2 separate regions of the Pan troglodytes genome follow, and region 2 is linked to region 1. A link is a contact called in public Hi-C data. All regions are on one chromosome and are shown on one strand. The core of a region is the stretch at or near the end of the contact, and the rest is flanking DNA. Distances in the headings are between cores, read along the strand shown.

Region 1 (3,353 bases), core at 344-2,843:
ATTCAACCACTCACTCTAGTGTGTTCCTGAGAGTGCTATCTTCTCTCTCTGACCCTTAAACAAATATGTCTATGTTCACTGTCCAGAATATAATACAAGACAGGGCTTGCTATTATTAAGATGCTGCTTACTAAATGAGGAACTCTGAGATATTGCACAAGAAATCTAGAAACTTCATGAATTGGGGGTGAATCTCCCAATGGTGAAAGTTCAGAAAGACTGGCTGCAAGCGGCTTTGCAAAATACATGTTTATAAACACACTTTCTCTTCCTTTAACAAGGAAAATGATAAAACTTCATAGTTACAGCGAGAAATAATGGGAAACAAAAAATATGCTCTTAACATTTCAATAACTTAATATATTCATTCTACTTAGCTGTTACGGGAGAGAAATCAAATATCTTACTGTTGATTTTCATTTTCCAAAGGACTTTGAACTATATGTGTGTAGGTGGCAGTAAATGCCTTCGTTATGGCTGCTGGGAGCTGCAGACTCTGCACACAGAGGTGTAGGTGGTTAGACTTGTGTTTTCTGGGAAGCAAGGGCAAGTAAGGAGTGTCTACCATGGGCCAGCTATATGCCTTTGGTATTCCATTCAACACCCTCCTCCCTGTGTTACAGGAAACATTTCTCCTCCTGCATTCTTCCCAGCCTATAACAGGACTTTCTGTCCTCTGGGGGATTGGGAAGTTATTTCCTGCCCCTTCCTCTTTTACTTCTTCCCAAGGGAAAGAATGACTTCTCTTCTTAGGGAGGTTGGAGAAGGGTCCTAAACAGCGGGCTCTCTTGTTTAGGCTGACTGTGCACAGGGTGAGACAATTTTTTCATTGCTTCTGCTTTCCTATGGGAAGAACGGTTGAATCCTAGCCTGGGATCTGGAGGTTGATGTCTCTCTTCTTGCTCTCCAGAATTCATTGATTTGAGGCATGCATCTGACCTCCATGTTTCTGCACCACAGACTCAATTCTCCTCATGTGCAGGTCCAGACCCAGCTGGGGTTGTATCATTTTGAAGGTCATCTGATCGCAGGTCCACTTTAAGGGCTCCTACTCAACAACCAATAAAGGTCCTATATTCATCTGTATTTGCTGAAATATGACTATTTCTCAATTGGTTCAGAATCAGAGAAGCTCTACTACCCAGAAGAGTTGGAACGGGCCTTGAAATGTAACCCAAGCATCTTATTATGCAGGTAAAAAGCCAAAAATCGTATGCCCCTCTTGCCAGCTGACCTTCCCAGACCCCACCCAGGTCTGGCCACACAATAATGTGCATTGCCCAAGGTGGCTTGATTGCCTGGTCTGGCAGCTGGAGGAGTGGGCCCTGCCCCTGACCTCACTGTGTCTTGGCTTTGTCCAAGTAGACCCCTTGCCTTGGATTGTTTTGTGCCTAATGTTTTCACTCATTTTAGAAACACCTGCATCTTTCTTCCCCTGGCAGTGCTCTGAACCCTTTTTTTTTGCGGGGGGCACTGTCACCAGCGTCTTGAGATATGTTCCTGTTCTGTATCTGACCCCAGTGGACCGGAACCTGCACGTAGGTCTGCTGCCTCCCTGCCTAGCGCTCTTTCTGCTCCCACCAGGGTGCATACCTCTGTGAATTACATGGCTGGACTTCTCTTAACATCAGACTCTATTAACTAGAACAATAGTTTTATCTCATCCTGTGATTCAAAGACGGTTGCTAGGGAAACCAGTGGGGATATGTTTAATCTGTAAATCCTGTAATTGCCCTAAAGTAGCAACAATTCATGTGCTTGCTTCAAAAGGATTTGGACTGAACTGACTGGGAAGCAGGTGAGTGAAGAAGAACAATCACAGGTTGGCTCCCCTTGTGATCTGTTCACATTCCTCATAAGGTGTTTTCTCCTGCTGCTTTGCCAAAAAGCTAAAGGGATTAAAGAGGGAACACTGCGGTGCCCTTCTAATGGACCAGGAAAGCTAGAAAGACAAAATTATGCAGTTCTTCTCTTCTTATGGATTCAAGTGGTCAGAGCTGAGTGATTGGAGGCTGTACTGGTGGTGATGGAGAGAGATAAGAGGATAAATACTCCATTTTATTTTAAAATGGATTCAGAATCCTATAATTGTAGTTTGTAGGGGGCCACTAACTCCAAATGAGGAGAAGCAAGGTATTTGGGAAGTCTTGTCAGAGGAGACCAGGGTGGTGTAAGCATAGGAGCACAGAGTCGGGTTTGGAGGCGCGCCCAGCATCATCCCCGCCAAGCCTTTGCTTAATCCACAGCAGTATTCAGTGGATCACCCACATGCTGCTCGGGCACTGCCAAAAATGGAGAACTTGCTCCTTCCCAGAGCAGCTCATTTTGTTTTTAAACAGCCCTGATTGTTAGAAGATCTGCCTTAAATTGAACTGAAAAATGGGGTGCCGGGGGCAGGGGACAATTTTCCTCCTTGACTTGGCTGTCTGGCGGAGCTCACAAAGGTTTCTTCATAAGACATGCCCTACCTCCGTCACAGGGCCCACACCCAGCAAGCCACACTGGCTCAAGGGCCCAGAACTATCCAGACCGTTGAAGAGTCCCACCTTGAGGCACAGGAGAGAAGCAGTAGGGAGAAAACTGAACATTCCTTGATGTAGTGTTTGATTAAGAATAAAATGCACAGCTTCTGTCTCTCGGGGCCCTGCAATGTTTGTGATTTAAAAAAAAAAGCAAAATCTAAGTGCAGACCCTGTTTCCCAGGAGAAAAGTCACACGAAACTCTTCTTTATACAAAATGGTTCTGAGAATCATCACTACCATTATCGGTGGAGATGACTCAGTATTCTAGACTTAGCTAGTTATGCAAAGTCCAGGGAGGTCATTGTGCTCTCTTTTGGAAACATAATAGTTCCATTAATGCAGCTGAATATCACATTTGCTCTGAGCAGCTGCATCCCACTGCTGACTCATGTTGAGCTCTACAATCAGTGAAAACTTGGAGGGTATTTCTTTGTAGGTGCAATATCATATGATCCCTAAGCCCAGCTCTACTGGGACTATGGGTGTCCAGGGTCCTTCCTAGCTCCTTGCCTGCGTTTGCTGTCAAGTTTGTGAGTTCACCTTCTGTATTTTAAAATTCAGGATTGCAGGCTGGTGCGATGGCTTGCACCTATAATCCCAGCACTTTGGGATGCTGAGGCAGAAGGATCTCTTGAGCCCAGGAGTTTGATCAAGACCAGCCAGGGAAACATAGGGAGACCTCACCTCTACTAAAAATAATTTTTAAAAAAGTAGCCAGGTGTGGTGGTGCATGCCTGTAGCCCCAGCTACTCAGGAAGCTGAGGTGGGAGGATGGCTTGAACCTGGGAGGCCAAGGATGCAGGTAGCCATGATCGTGCCTCTGCACTGCA
Region 2 (3,353 bases), core at 577-3,076, 420 kb before region 1:
CTTCTACTAAATGCAGGTATTGTACTAGGAGCTGAGGACACCAAACCGATGAAGTCCTTGCTGTCAAGAAACTCACATGATTCCCTAATTCTTTGTCAGCTTGCTGTGATCACATTTTCTTCCCAAGAACCTCTAAGAAATGCCTAGTGGATAGAACCTTGGAGTTCCACGGAACATATTAACAATCGCCAAATGATGACTCAGGCTAGATTGTGTAATTCAGGTTTTGTCTGCAAAACTGAAAATGCTTTGGTAACCTACCTAAATTTCAATGTTGAGGAATTCTTTAAGAAAGACATCAAATGTTAAGATTTAAGGCATAGATATGAGATACATAGTCATGCTTAGGTGAATTATGCACTGACCATGACCATTTCTTTACTCACATGTTGTCCATGGCTGACAACACAGTGAGAAAATGAGTGCAAAATGACAACTCAAATAAATGAACCAGAAAACCTATCACTTTTCTTTTCCACCAAATTAAGATCAAGAGAGCTGGAGAATATTTTGTCTAGAGTGATAAAAACATAAGGGTGCAAAACTTCCAGGTACCTTTGCAGAAATTACTTCTGTGACCTTTGGCTGTACAGCAAACTTAATAATGCAAGCACTGTTTTGAATGCAAGCATGTGGGAGCCATTTTCACCACTTTTGATGACTTCAGTAGGTTTAAGAAATGTTTTTGCTTTTATTGCATAAACCATAAAACAAAGGAAGGGACTTTTGAACTACTCAGTGAGAGTCTATATATTAAAGTTTGTTTTTCAAAAATGTGTAACTACCATTTGCAGTTTTAAAGGTCTGCTTTCCACCTACAAGTTGCCATTATCTCAAAGGTGAAATTTTAGCATATGACTAAAAACTTCCTATAGTTACAGCTTCATGATTCAGCATCTAACATCAATAATTCACAGTGAGATCATAGGAGGCTCTCTGTGGAAGGTAACGACATACGTTAGGAAAGGAAGCTTAGGGCATATCGAGAGCATTTTGAATTTAGACTTGTGGGCTGTGTGGGTGTCAGATGGTTGTCTCTCAGCTGGTGGGCGTCCAGAAGGATCCTTGTTTGGGCAAGGCTCTTTGAGAAAGGAGAATCTAGGTTGCCAGGGATTCCCACATGTGGTCACCAGCTCCCCACGCACACCAGCTCACGATTTCCCAGTTACACCGGGCAGGTGGGAAACCGTTCTGCTTTCTGTGGAAAAGATTCTAACTTGGTTCCCTGCCATCCCTGAATACAAACGGGTTGGTTTTTCTTTTTTGAGCTTCCAACCCTTGCAGCTTTCCAAAAATAAATCAAACCAGCCATCAGGGCACCGAAATAATACTACTGCTAATAAGCAGCTTCGCCTAGACTTAGATAAACAACACTTCTGAGGTAAACTTTGCCCCGGAGGTCTGGAGACACTTTTTTAATGTAACCTGCTTACTAATAATTACTAGACTTCAGTGCATTAACCCTGGAAATAGATTTTAATAGCCACCCCTTAAAACAAAAGACATGAAAGGATAATAAGAAAAAAGTGCCGCAACTATTATAGAAGAACACTTGGCAGCCTGCTTCAGCCCAAGCTGAGGCCACCTCTAGCCTCTGCTAAAGCCCTCCACTCCCAATGGTCCCCGCCAACCGGATAAGAGTGCGCGCGGGACCCGCCTTCCCCTCTCGGCACCGCCCCCGCCCCCGCCCCCTCGGCTCGCCTCCTGCGTGGCTCCTCCCTTTTCCGCTCCTCTCAACCTGACTCCAGGAGCTGGGGTCAAATTGCTGGGGCAGGCTGATTTGCATAGCCCAATGGCCAAGCTGCATGCAAATGAGGCGGAAGGTGGTTGGCTGAGGGTTGGCAGGATAAGCCCGGAGAGCGGGGCCCTTTGTCCTCCAGTGGCTGGGAGGCAGCTGCCCAATTAGTGTCGTGCGGCCCGTGGCGAGGCGAGGTCCGGGGAGCGAGCGAGCAAGCAAGGCGGGAGGGGTGGCCGGAGCTGCGGCGGCTGGCACAGGAGGAGGAGCCCGGGCGGGCGAGGGGCGGCCGGAGAGCGCCAGGGCCTGAGCTGCCGGAGCGGCGCCTGTGAGTGAGTGCAGAAAGCAGGCGCCCGCGCGCTCGCCGTGGCAGGAGCAGCCCGCACGCCGCGCTCTCTCCCTGGGCGACCTGCAGTTTGCAATATGACTTTGGAGGAATTCTCGGCTGGAGAGCAGAAGACCGAAAGGTGAGTCGGCCTGCGGACTCTTCCGGCCCAAACTTCTCTTACCTACCCCGCGCTCCCCGGTGCAGCCGGGCTGTGGAAGGCTTGCAGGGGAGGAAGCAGAAAAGTTTGCACAGGGCAACTCCCGCCCTTGCTCCCTCGGGACTCTCCGTGGAGCTCCCACGGACTGAAAGAGCGTGCCCCCCAACCCGAACGAGCCCCGCCGGGGCCTTTGCAAAGGGCAGCAGTGGCCGTCGCTGCCCGTGCGGCTCCCGTGGCTGGCAGCCTGTGGCAGGGGCACTCTCGGGACTTCTCACGGGACGCCTGGTCCTTGGGCGTGCAGGGGTCATGGGGGGTGACGGGGCCGCGGGAGCGCCGGGTTTTCGTAGAGCCCAGGTGCGCGGTGGTGCTTGCATTCGAGAGGGAGGGGCGTGGTGCCGGACGAGGGGGGCGGCGATGGCCCCGAGGGCACCGGGGCTGACGGGACCCCTCGCCCTTGCCCGCGTGTAGGATGGATAAGGTGGGGGATGCCCTGGAGGAAGTGCTCAGCAAAGCCCTGAGTCAGCGCACGATCACTGTCGGGGTGTACGAAGCGGCCAAGCTGCTCAACGTGTAAGTGGGGCCCTTGCGCGTCCCCCGTGGCACCCCTTCCCGCCCCAGCCCGGGAGGTCGCCTTGGCTGGGCGCCCCTCGCCCGGCCGGGCCACTTCCTGTCGCTTTTCTGCCTGTCTCGGAGGGGAGGGGGCGAGCGGGCCGGGCGGCGACCCCCAGGGACCCGGGCAGGGGTTGAGGGCGCCCGCGCTGCTGCGCTCACTGGCCCCGCCCGCTGCCCCCAGCGACCCCGATAACGTGGTGTTGTGCCTGCTGGCGGCGGACGAGGACGACGACAGAGATGTGGCTCTGCAGATCCACTTCACCCTGATCCAGGCGTTTTGCTGCGAGAACGACATCAACATCCTGCGCGTCAGCAACCCGGGCCGGCTGGCGGAGCTCCTGCTCTTGGAGACCGACGCTGGCCCCGCGGCGAGCGAGGGCGCCGAGCAGCCCCCGGACCTGCACTGCGTGCTGGTGACGGTAAGGGACTGGGGGACTGCAGCCTGCAGGGTAGAGCCCCTGAAGGACGGGAGTCAGGGCTGGGTTGCCTGATTGTGGATCTGTGGTAGGTGGGGGTCAGGA

Evidence for each region. A called contact is a pair of places that touch in the nucleus more often than the background predicts.
Region 2: a contact with region 1 is called in a Hi-C map of stem cell-derived neural progenitor cells, with 2.4 times the contacts expected there. The contact joins the promoter of GADD45A here to the enhancer-like site in region 1. A contact is called at or near these places in 1 of 7 Hi-C or Micro-C datasets (stem cell-derived neural progenitor cells) and 1 of 1 datasets of contacts at active chromatin or transcription factors (stem cell-derived excitatory neurons).

The regions. Positions count from the first base shown.
Region 1 is chr1:162,883,676-162,887,028 of NHGRI_mPanTro3-v2.0_pri, reverse strand. The region is part of intron 11 of WLS (Wnt ligand secretion mediator); the gene reads right to left. Among named protein-coding and RNA genes, the nearest start is that of DIRAS3, 52 kb to the left of the region's middle. Within about 2 kb of position 1,593, at least 7 of the 24 cell types and tissues checked have an H3K27ac peak or open chromatin away from gene starts, as enhancers often do. A contact at or near this core is called in stem cell-derived neural progenitor cells, where this site is marked.
Region 2 is chr1:163,299,556-163,302,908 of NHGRI_mPanTro3-v2.0_pri, reverse strand. It overlaps GADD45A (growth arrest and DNA damage inducible alpha), which reads left to right and starts at 1,826. Exons shown (of 4, transcript XM_513476.7): 1 at 1,826-2,202; 2 at 2,689-2,790; 3 at 3,014-3,251. The coding sequence starts at 2,159.